Linked DNA regions of Mus musculus: region 1 is linked to region 2. A link is a contact called in public Hi-C data. All regions are on one chromosome and are shown on one strand. The core of a region is the stretch at or near the end of the contact, and the rest is flanking DNA. Distances in the headings are between cores, read along the strand shown. Region 1 has its middle 29 kb from the start of Diras2. Region 2 has its middle 40 kb from the start of Gm33116.

Evidence for each region. A called contact is a pair of places that touch in the nucleus more often than the background predicts.
Region 1: a Hi-C map of cerebral cortex shows a contact between it and region 2, with 5 times the contacts expected there. The contact joins two enhancer-like sites. A contact is called at or near these places in 1 of 15 datasets of contacts at CTCF or cohesin (pro-B cells), 7 of 484 Hi-C or Micro-C datasets (bone marrow-derived macrophages, cerebral cortex, cortical neurons and 2 more), 8 of 115 datasets of contacts at active chromatin or transcription factors (the NIH/3T3 cell line, bone marrow-derived macrophages, embryonic basal ganglia and 5 more) and 1 of 9 other capture datasets (bone marrow-derived macrophages).

What each region holds. Positions count from the first base shown.
Region 1 is chr13:52,499,669-52,503,702 of GRCm38.p6, forward strand. No RefSeq gene overlaps it. Among named protein-coding and RNA genes, the nearest start is that of Diras2, 29 kb to the right of the region's middle. Within about 2 kb of position 2,158, at least 32 of the 459 cell types and tissues checked have an H3K27ac peak or open chromatin away from gene starts, as enhancers often do. A contact at or near this core is called in cerebral cortex and cortical neurons, where this site is marked.
Region 2 is chr13:52,272,279-52,276,160 of GRCm38.p6, forward strand. No RefSeq gene overlaps it. Among named protein-coding and RNA genes, the nearest start is that of Gm33116, 40 kb to the left of the region's middle. Within about 2 kb of position 2,048, at least 27 of the 459 cell types and tissues checked have an H3K27ac peak or open chromatin away from gene starts, as enhancers often do. A contact at or near this core is called in cerebral cortex and cortical neurons, where this site is marked.

The DNA of each region.
Region 1 (4,034 bases), core at 908-3,407, 230 kb after region 2:
AATTGCCATGGTGACAAGCTTTAGCATTTAGAATCCCTGTCTGCCCTGAGCATGATTCCAACATCAGCTACCCCAGAACTTCCTACCTTCAACTGCCCTACCTCTCCCCTGCCTTTTCTGGTTTTTATTGATTTTCTATGACAGGCTGTCATGTAGACTAATCAGGCCTCAAACTCCCTAGGCCTTGGAGGATGACCTTGGGTTTTGGATCCTCCTGAATCTTGGGATTACATTCACGACTCCACCCAGTTTACCAGTACTGGGGATAGAATACAGGGGTTTTAACACTTGGCAAGCATCCTATTAACTGAGCTACATCCCTACTCCATCATTCCTTTCATTAACAAGGAACTAAGCTACTTTTCTTCTACCTTCTGGATAGGAATCCTCTTGCCCTCAAGACCATATTCAACAAAACCTCCTGCAGCAAGACTCAAAAGTTCATGAGACTTTGTCCTTCTGGTCTTGTCTAAATCCACAGCAAATGGATATTGTGTAGAAACTGGAAATAACTGAAGCCTAGTGGGTATGCAATGTGCCACAATGAGAGGAGTGGCCCGCATGCAGGTGCCAGCCTTGTCTTACTACATGAGGTCCTGTTTCTTATTCTCACACCTAGGGTGTCCCGTATCCTACTCTACATTGACTTCTGACTTTTCTTTATAAACGAATATCTCAGTTAAAATTATGGATTCTAGCAAACTTTATATGCCCCAGTACAGGGGAACACCAGGGCCAAAAAGGGGGAGTGAGTGGGTAGGGGAGTGGGGGTGGGTGGGTATGGGGGACTTTTGGTATAGCATTGGAAATGTAAATGAGCTAAATACCTAATAAAAATGGAAAAAAAATTATGGATTCTAGGTGGGTACAATCTAACAGAAAAACAATTTGAGTTTCCAGCTGTGATGATATTTTGACCAGATTGAGAGATGCTGAAAGGGTTGGGAATATAGTCCTCTTGGGGTGTCTGTAAAAATGCTTTCAGGAGATGCTTGCATACTAGGTCAAAGAACTGGTTATGCAAGAGTCCCTTCCAAGTGGGCAGCACTATCCATATAGGGGAGAGTCTGGATGGCACACATGAGCAGACCATTCTCTCTCTCTCTCTCTCTCTCTCTCTCTCTCTCTCTCTCTCTCTCTCTCTTTCTCTCAGGATGTAATTTTGAGACAGGGTCTCACTCTGTGTAGCTCACACTGGCCTCCAATTGATGACCCCCCCCCTGCCTTATCCCCCAAGCGCCTGGATTACAGGTGTGTGTCACTGTGACTAGATTTTGTATTGAATATTCAGCATGCAGAATTTGCAGATAAGGAGGAGGTGTGGCCCACACTCACATGGTTTTGTGCACAGAGACGATAAAGCAGATAATGAGTGGACAGTCTGCTGTGTTGCCCATTCTCACCCTTCCAGAATAGGAATTAGGAATTTGAGTTGGGACCTGTGAGTTCTATAGCTGATGCTCTTTTCCAGCAGATGAGGAGATGACCACGTTAACAATGCCAAAGAAAGCAGTAGAGTGGTAGGATAAAGCCAGGGATCCTGCAAAGCTCCCCTATGGAATAATGACCTACCCAACAGTCATTCTTCTCTTGTTGCCTTCTGCCTGTGGGCTGTCTACTGTGACTCCATTACCTGTAACCAAGCTGGAAAAATACAGACAAAAATCCCCAGGTCCCCTGGGTTGTCAGACAAGGAGACCCTCATAACCATACCCTACTAAAAAAAAAAATCTCACCACCACCATCACCCCCAGCTCTTATCTAGGAGATTTCTACTTCATGGGCCTTCTGGGGGATGACACCCAATGCCCATTACAGTCTCTGCTGCTGCTGACGGAGGGTAAGGACCTTCAGGAAGACTCCATCCCTCACTTATGTCCCTCGGTCCTGGCTGACCCAGTATCTGGAGCAAGGGTAATTTTGGCATGAGGAGGGGGAAGTCTGCTCTTGCACTGGGAGCAGGAGCCCACCACACGCCATCTCCACAGAGAACTCAAAAGGAAGGCTTCTTTAATGGGAAGGTAAATGGCAGTCTGAAGCTTCCTATATTTAGTGCTTCCTGAGAGCTGCTATTTTGGGCTATGTGTGAATGGAAGCAGACAGCCCGGAGTTTGGAGTGTAACGAGAAGCAGTAAAAATGTGACCTAAAAAAGACAGATCCCAGCAGAGCGATCCCAGACCACGTGCCGGAGATGAGTCCTCGTCCATTAGTGGAAAGCCCAGCCTGGCAGCCAGAAAAGGAAAAGAAGGCTTGGGTTTTGATGCTGGCTGGCTGGGTGCCATCTCCAGCTTCTGGCCTGGAGAATCTCTTTCTCTGGAGGATGTTGCATGTGGAAGGCACACTCGGGGACAGCGCAGGGCTGTTATGTAGTTGGTGGGCTTCTTCAATTTAAAGAGATGCTTCATCATTTCCAACCATAGTTGAAGGATTTGGCAGATGACTCTGCCTCAGCCATAGTCCTAAGATTATTCATTCATTCTCTCTCTCTCTCTCTCTCTCTCTCTCTCTCTCTCTCTCTCTCTCTCTCTCTCCCTGAAAAGGCTGTGTACTACCTCCAACAGGAATCAGCGGCCCTGTTCCAAACACATTGCAAGGCTCATTTACTCAAAGGTGATTAGGAAAAAAAAAACTCAATTAAGAGGAGTCTTCAATTCTCTGAGTGTTCTGGGGAATCTAAGTCCTTACTTGGCTTAATTAAGCTCTAGCAGGGAAACTTTTCCATTAAAACATTTTGTTCATGTGATGTGTGTGTGATGTATGTGTGTGTGTGTGTGTGAATATGCATATAATATATGTGTACATATGTAGTCTTGGTTTTGTAAGTCTAATTTAAGTCTTCTTTGATTAAGTCACCAATGATGCCTGGAGATGACTAGTGTGAAAATAGTGTCTTGCCATCTAGGAATACATGAACCTCCATGCTGTCAGACATGCCTACAAGTGTGTGCATGTATGTGTATGTCTCTCTCTCTCTCTCTCTCTCTCTCTCTCTCTCTCTCTCTCTCTGTGTGTGTGTGTGTGTGTGTGTGTGTGTGTGTGTGTGTGTGTGTGCATGCATCTTATATAATTAAGACTGGAAGGACATCTCTTGATGCTGGGATGGGATGCTCCTGAGTCTAGATCCCTTTGTAACACTTCATCTGCTCAGGGGAGTCTGATAAATAGCAACCAGAATATCTTTACACTCTGGGGAAACCAATGGGACCCACTCATAGATAGGAAAGGCTGGATAAAGCATCATTGATTGTGAAATGGGGAGGGCGGGTTGAAAGGCAGACGGGAACTGGAAGGCATGGAGTGCAGACAGCATGACCAAAAAGCTGTTCAAAAGACTTCTAAAATGGGAAAGTTTCTGCACCTTTGTATTTGCACAGAACAAATTCTGCACTGCAGACCTTCCCTATCATATGTATGCTTGCTTCCACGGAAGGCTCAGATGTGGCAAGCCAGCACCCAGCGCTTTGGGTATTGCATTAAATGAATCCCATGCCCACCCTGCAGATTCATGCCCCTTCTGCAGAAGCACAGAGTAGAAGCCAACCACAGTCACTCGGTCAGCAGCAGAGTCAGGACTATCATTTCTGGTCTGTTTACTGGATTTTTTAAAAAGCAGGCTTTATTTAACAGTCTGTGGAGTAAGAAGAATGGACAGGTGGCAGAACCCAAGTCCAGAAGCAATTGCTAGGGGGTTTGTCCTTATTTAATTACCTGAAGGAAGCGAGTGTGCAGAACTGGTTTCCTTGCTGATTAGTCGGTGTCTCACCTTCCTTCTCCCTCCCCTGTCCATGCCTGAGGCATCAGCCCCTACTTCCACCCAGGGCCAGGAGCAACGAGGAAAATTTCCCAGGAACCCTCCAGGGGAGCTTGTTACTGTCCAATACAGGCTCAGAACCTTTAATTCCCCCAAGGCCATGTGGCTGGGGCTGGCAGAGCAGCAGGTCCACACCATGGCAGCCAGATCAACCCTTAAACATCTGAAGTGCAGGGCTGGACAGATGACTTAGTCAGCAAAGTGCAAAGACCCGAGTTTAGA
Region 2 (3,882 bases), core at 798-3,297:
AGCCAGTAAGCTTCTCTTTCCAGACATTCCTCCCTGCAAAAAGTATTTAATCGCAGATACACACCCATTCTCCACTATGAACAACTGATAAACGGTTTGGAACCGAGGACTGTCTCTTTCATCTACCATGGGGAACAGGGAGAAGACCTCAGAACCCCTGCTTAATTCTCCAGTAGAAAATCTCTCTGTGCTCCCAGCCACAACTACCACTGTCAAGCTAAGGACAGTCACCACTGAGCTGAACTGGAGCTCCCCTGCTGTACAGGGTGGTTTTGTGTTGTCAATTTGACACAAGCTGGAGTTATCACAGAGAAAGGAGCCTCCCTTGAGGAAATGCTTCCATGAGATCCAGCTGTAAGGCATTTTCTCAATTAGTGATCAAGGGTGGGGGGGGGGGTCCATTGTGGGTGGTGCCATCCCTGAGCTGGTAGTCCTGGGTTCTATAAGAAAGCAAGCTGAGCAAGCCAGGGGAAGCAAACCAGTAAGTAACGTCCCTCCATGGCCTCTGCATCAGCTCCTGCTTTCTGACCTGCTTGAGTTCCAGTCCTGACTTCCTTTGATGATGAACAGCAGTGTGGAAGTGTAAGCTGAGTAAACTCTCCCCTGCCCTCAACTTGCTTCTTGGTCATGATATTTTGTGCAGGAATAGAAACTCTTGACTAAGACATCCTCCCCACCCCCTCCCCCAGCCCTAGGCTCGCTCTCAGCTCTTCGACTCCCATTGATGCTTGGATGTCTGATGTCTGGGAACCACCACAGGCCCTGGCCTCATCGCAGACCTGGGGACCCCGGACACTTTGTTCCTGACTTCTCTGTGCAGTTCTCTAAGGCAACTGGAGCCCTGGAAGTCAGGAAATACCAGCTTTGGCTTTCTCCCCACTCTCAGACTGTGTTTTCCCACCCCCTGAGCCGTGCTCTGTGTTTTTCTTAAACCCAACACCTGACCACAACAGTGTGGGATAATCACAGTCAAGCTCTCAAAATTTTGCCTCCCCAGTGGCCATGCCCAGCAGCCGGGCAGAACGCAGAGCCACACCCTGAACAAAAATCACACATGCCTTAGAAAATAATCAAAACCCTTTCTATTCTTGCCCTATGTGACTTTGGACCAGCTTACTTGAAAAGTTTTGTTTGTTTGAAAGATTTATTTTATATATGCTTATATGTGTGGCATACCTGTGTGTGAGTTTACACAACTGAAGGCAGGTAGGTGCCTGCGGAGACCAGAAGGGGAAACCACATACCCGGGAGCCGGAATTATAGGCAGTAATGGGCAGCGTGATAGGGATGCTGGGAACTGAACTCTGGTTTCTTCGAAAGAGAAGCATGTGCTCTTAACCACTAAGCCACCTCTCCAGCTGCTACTTGGAAAGCTTTAATTAGTTCATCACAACCGAGAACACACTAGCAATCGGCGTGGTTGGTGTTGGGTGTTTCTTCACTCCGCAACAGAAGGAATCAAAGCCCTCTGTGCTAAGCCCCAATGATGCCACCTCTGCATTTGAAACATGAACTTTGAGGGCTGGGTAGATGGCTCAGCAAGGAAAGAGGCCTCCAGTTAAGCCTAACAACTGAGTTGTACCCCAAGGGAGAGACCTAACATAGAGAGCCAGGTCCCTTCTGACTCTCCACTTGTTCTTTGCACCCCTCCCGCTAACACAAATAAATCTAACAAACACGCTGAAGGACAAACTTTGCCGTCGCTTCCACAGATGCCGTGTGGATTTTAAGCCTGGGGGAAGATGGCGTGTAGGTTTCCTGCTATTCTAGGATTTCTCCGGGGGTGGATTTCTGTGATGGAAAGTGGAAGACTCGTCTCTGCCGAGGGTTGGTGGGATGATGGAGGAGGCTCACTGTGAACTGCTGAGATTTCTCACATAGTGTGGAGAATGGTTACCAAGCAGAGGTAGGGGTGGCATGGGGTGGGGGGAACAAAAGGTGTCCGTTTACGGAAAGACTTGAGGTGGGATGTGGGGAACTGATAAGCTCTGTCAAGAACAGTCTTGCCAACCTGTAACTTCACAGGTGATGGGTCTTTATTGACCTCTGCCTTTGTGCCAGGCACGGTTCCTGATGGCATATTAGCAGGAGCTAAGTTAACAGCCTCAGGGATGCAGTTTCATCACGTGAGTGGGATCATGGAAAATGGGGCCAGAGGGTGAGATTACTGAGCAACAATGAGCACAGAAAGACACCCAGAGAAATCCCTACCGTGATGAACAGCTTGACCCACTCTGGGAAATCTTATATTTCCTGTATTAATTGAGTTATGAGTGCATGTATGGGTATACATGTATATGTGTATTGTGTATGTGTGTGTGTGTGTGCGCAAGTGCACTTGTGTGATTGAAGGCATGTGTACAGCTGTACAAAGAGAGGTCAAAGGTCATCCCTTAGGAGCCACCCACGTTGGGTTTTAATTTAAAAAAAAAGATTTATTCATTTATGTGCATGCATAATTGCTGGCATGAGATCCTGTGCCCCATGTGCACGAAGGAGCCCCTGGAGGCCAGAAGAGGGCATTCCCCTGAAACCATAGTTAGGGGTATTTATGAACCACCATGTGGGTGCTGGAACCGGACCTGGGTCCTCTGCAACTGCTGAGCTATCCCTATCCCTTGCTTTTGAGACAGGGTCTCTCACTGGGACCTGGGGTTTTCTGATGACAGTGGGTAGAGTGACCAGCAAGTCTTAGGATCTGCCAATTCCCACCCCCATCCCCCACCCCCAGTGCTGGGATTACAAGGCTACAATGGTGCCCCTGACTTTTTATACCATGTTGGGGGATTGAACTCAGGTTCTCCTGCTTGGGTGGCAAGCGCTTTCTCAACCTGAGCGATCATCCCAGACCTTCGTTGCAGGAAGCTGATGTGTAGGCAGGACTGGCTTTGGAAGAGCAGAAAGTAACTGGACCGTGACAGCTTATGTGGCTTGCCTGTCCTCTGGAGTTCGGGTTTGCCTGTCTCTGTCTCTGCTAGTTGTCTCTAGCCCATAGGGAGACACGCCAGGAGCAGATTGTTTGAGTAACCGGGCTGGAAAGAGCTGCAGAGGTGGTGGTATACCCTTCATTTATAACATGCAGTGGGTTCCTAGAGATTCTGGGAGTGCCTGCCAATGCTCTAGGCACCAGACACAGATCCTGAACACTTTGAGCTTGTTGGTAGAGCAGGGAAATGTGGAAGAAGCCAGCCCATAAACCCACAGATTGGAAGACGCGAGTACAGGTTGGTTGTGTGTTGTGGGGTGTGGGGGTGTGTGCTGACACAGCAGTGGGCCAGGGGCAGCTGTTTTCAGGGTAGCTTTCTTCTGTCTGTCTTCTTTATGTGTCTTCAGAACTCATTCTGGTACCTGCCTGTTTGGACTTCACCCTGGTGTGACTGTCACATTTCTGACCTCTATCTACAGTCTGGAAGGTCAGGTTTTGCACCTAGGTCATGGTCACACACTGACCCCAGACAAAAGGTGATTTTTTTTTGTGAATTTAAGTGATTCCTTCCCAGATGTCAAGCTCCCTGAGAGTCAGCTTCACACCACTGCTCTTTCTAAGCCTTACAGGTAGGGGGCGCACTAAAACAAGTTTTCCGATTCAGAGGGTTGCGCTGTGTGATATAGGTCTACTTAGCAACAGAGTGCTAGGGAAATGTCCGCGTGCAAGACCTGACTCACACTACCTCTCCACCTTTGTTCAACCCAGAGCCCAGAGTGGGTTCAGGAAGTCGATTTCTAGCACATATACATTGCCCATGATTCTCATGAGCAGAGGGGTCCAGCGATCCTTTTATGTACGGGTGTGTGTGTGTGGGGGGGGGGGGTGGGGTGCGGTGGGGAAGCTGGTTCTCTGGGTTCCTAATTTGCACGGAAGGCCTCTCTGTGAGGCTCAGT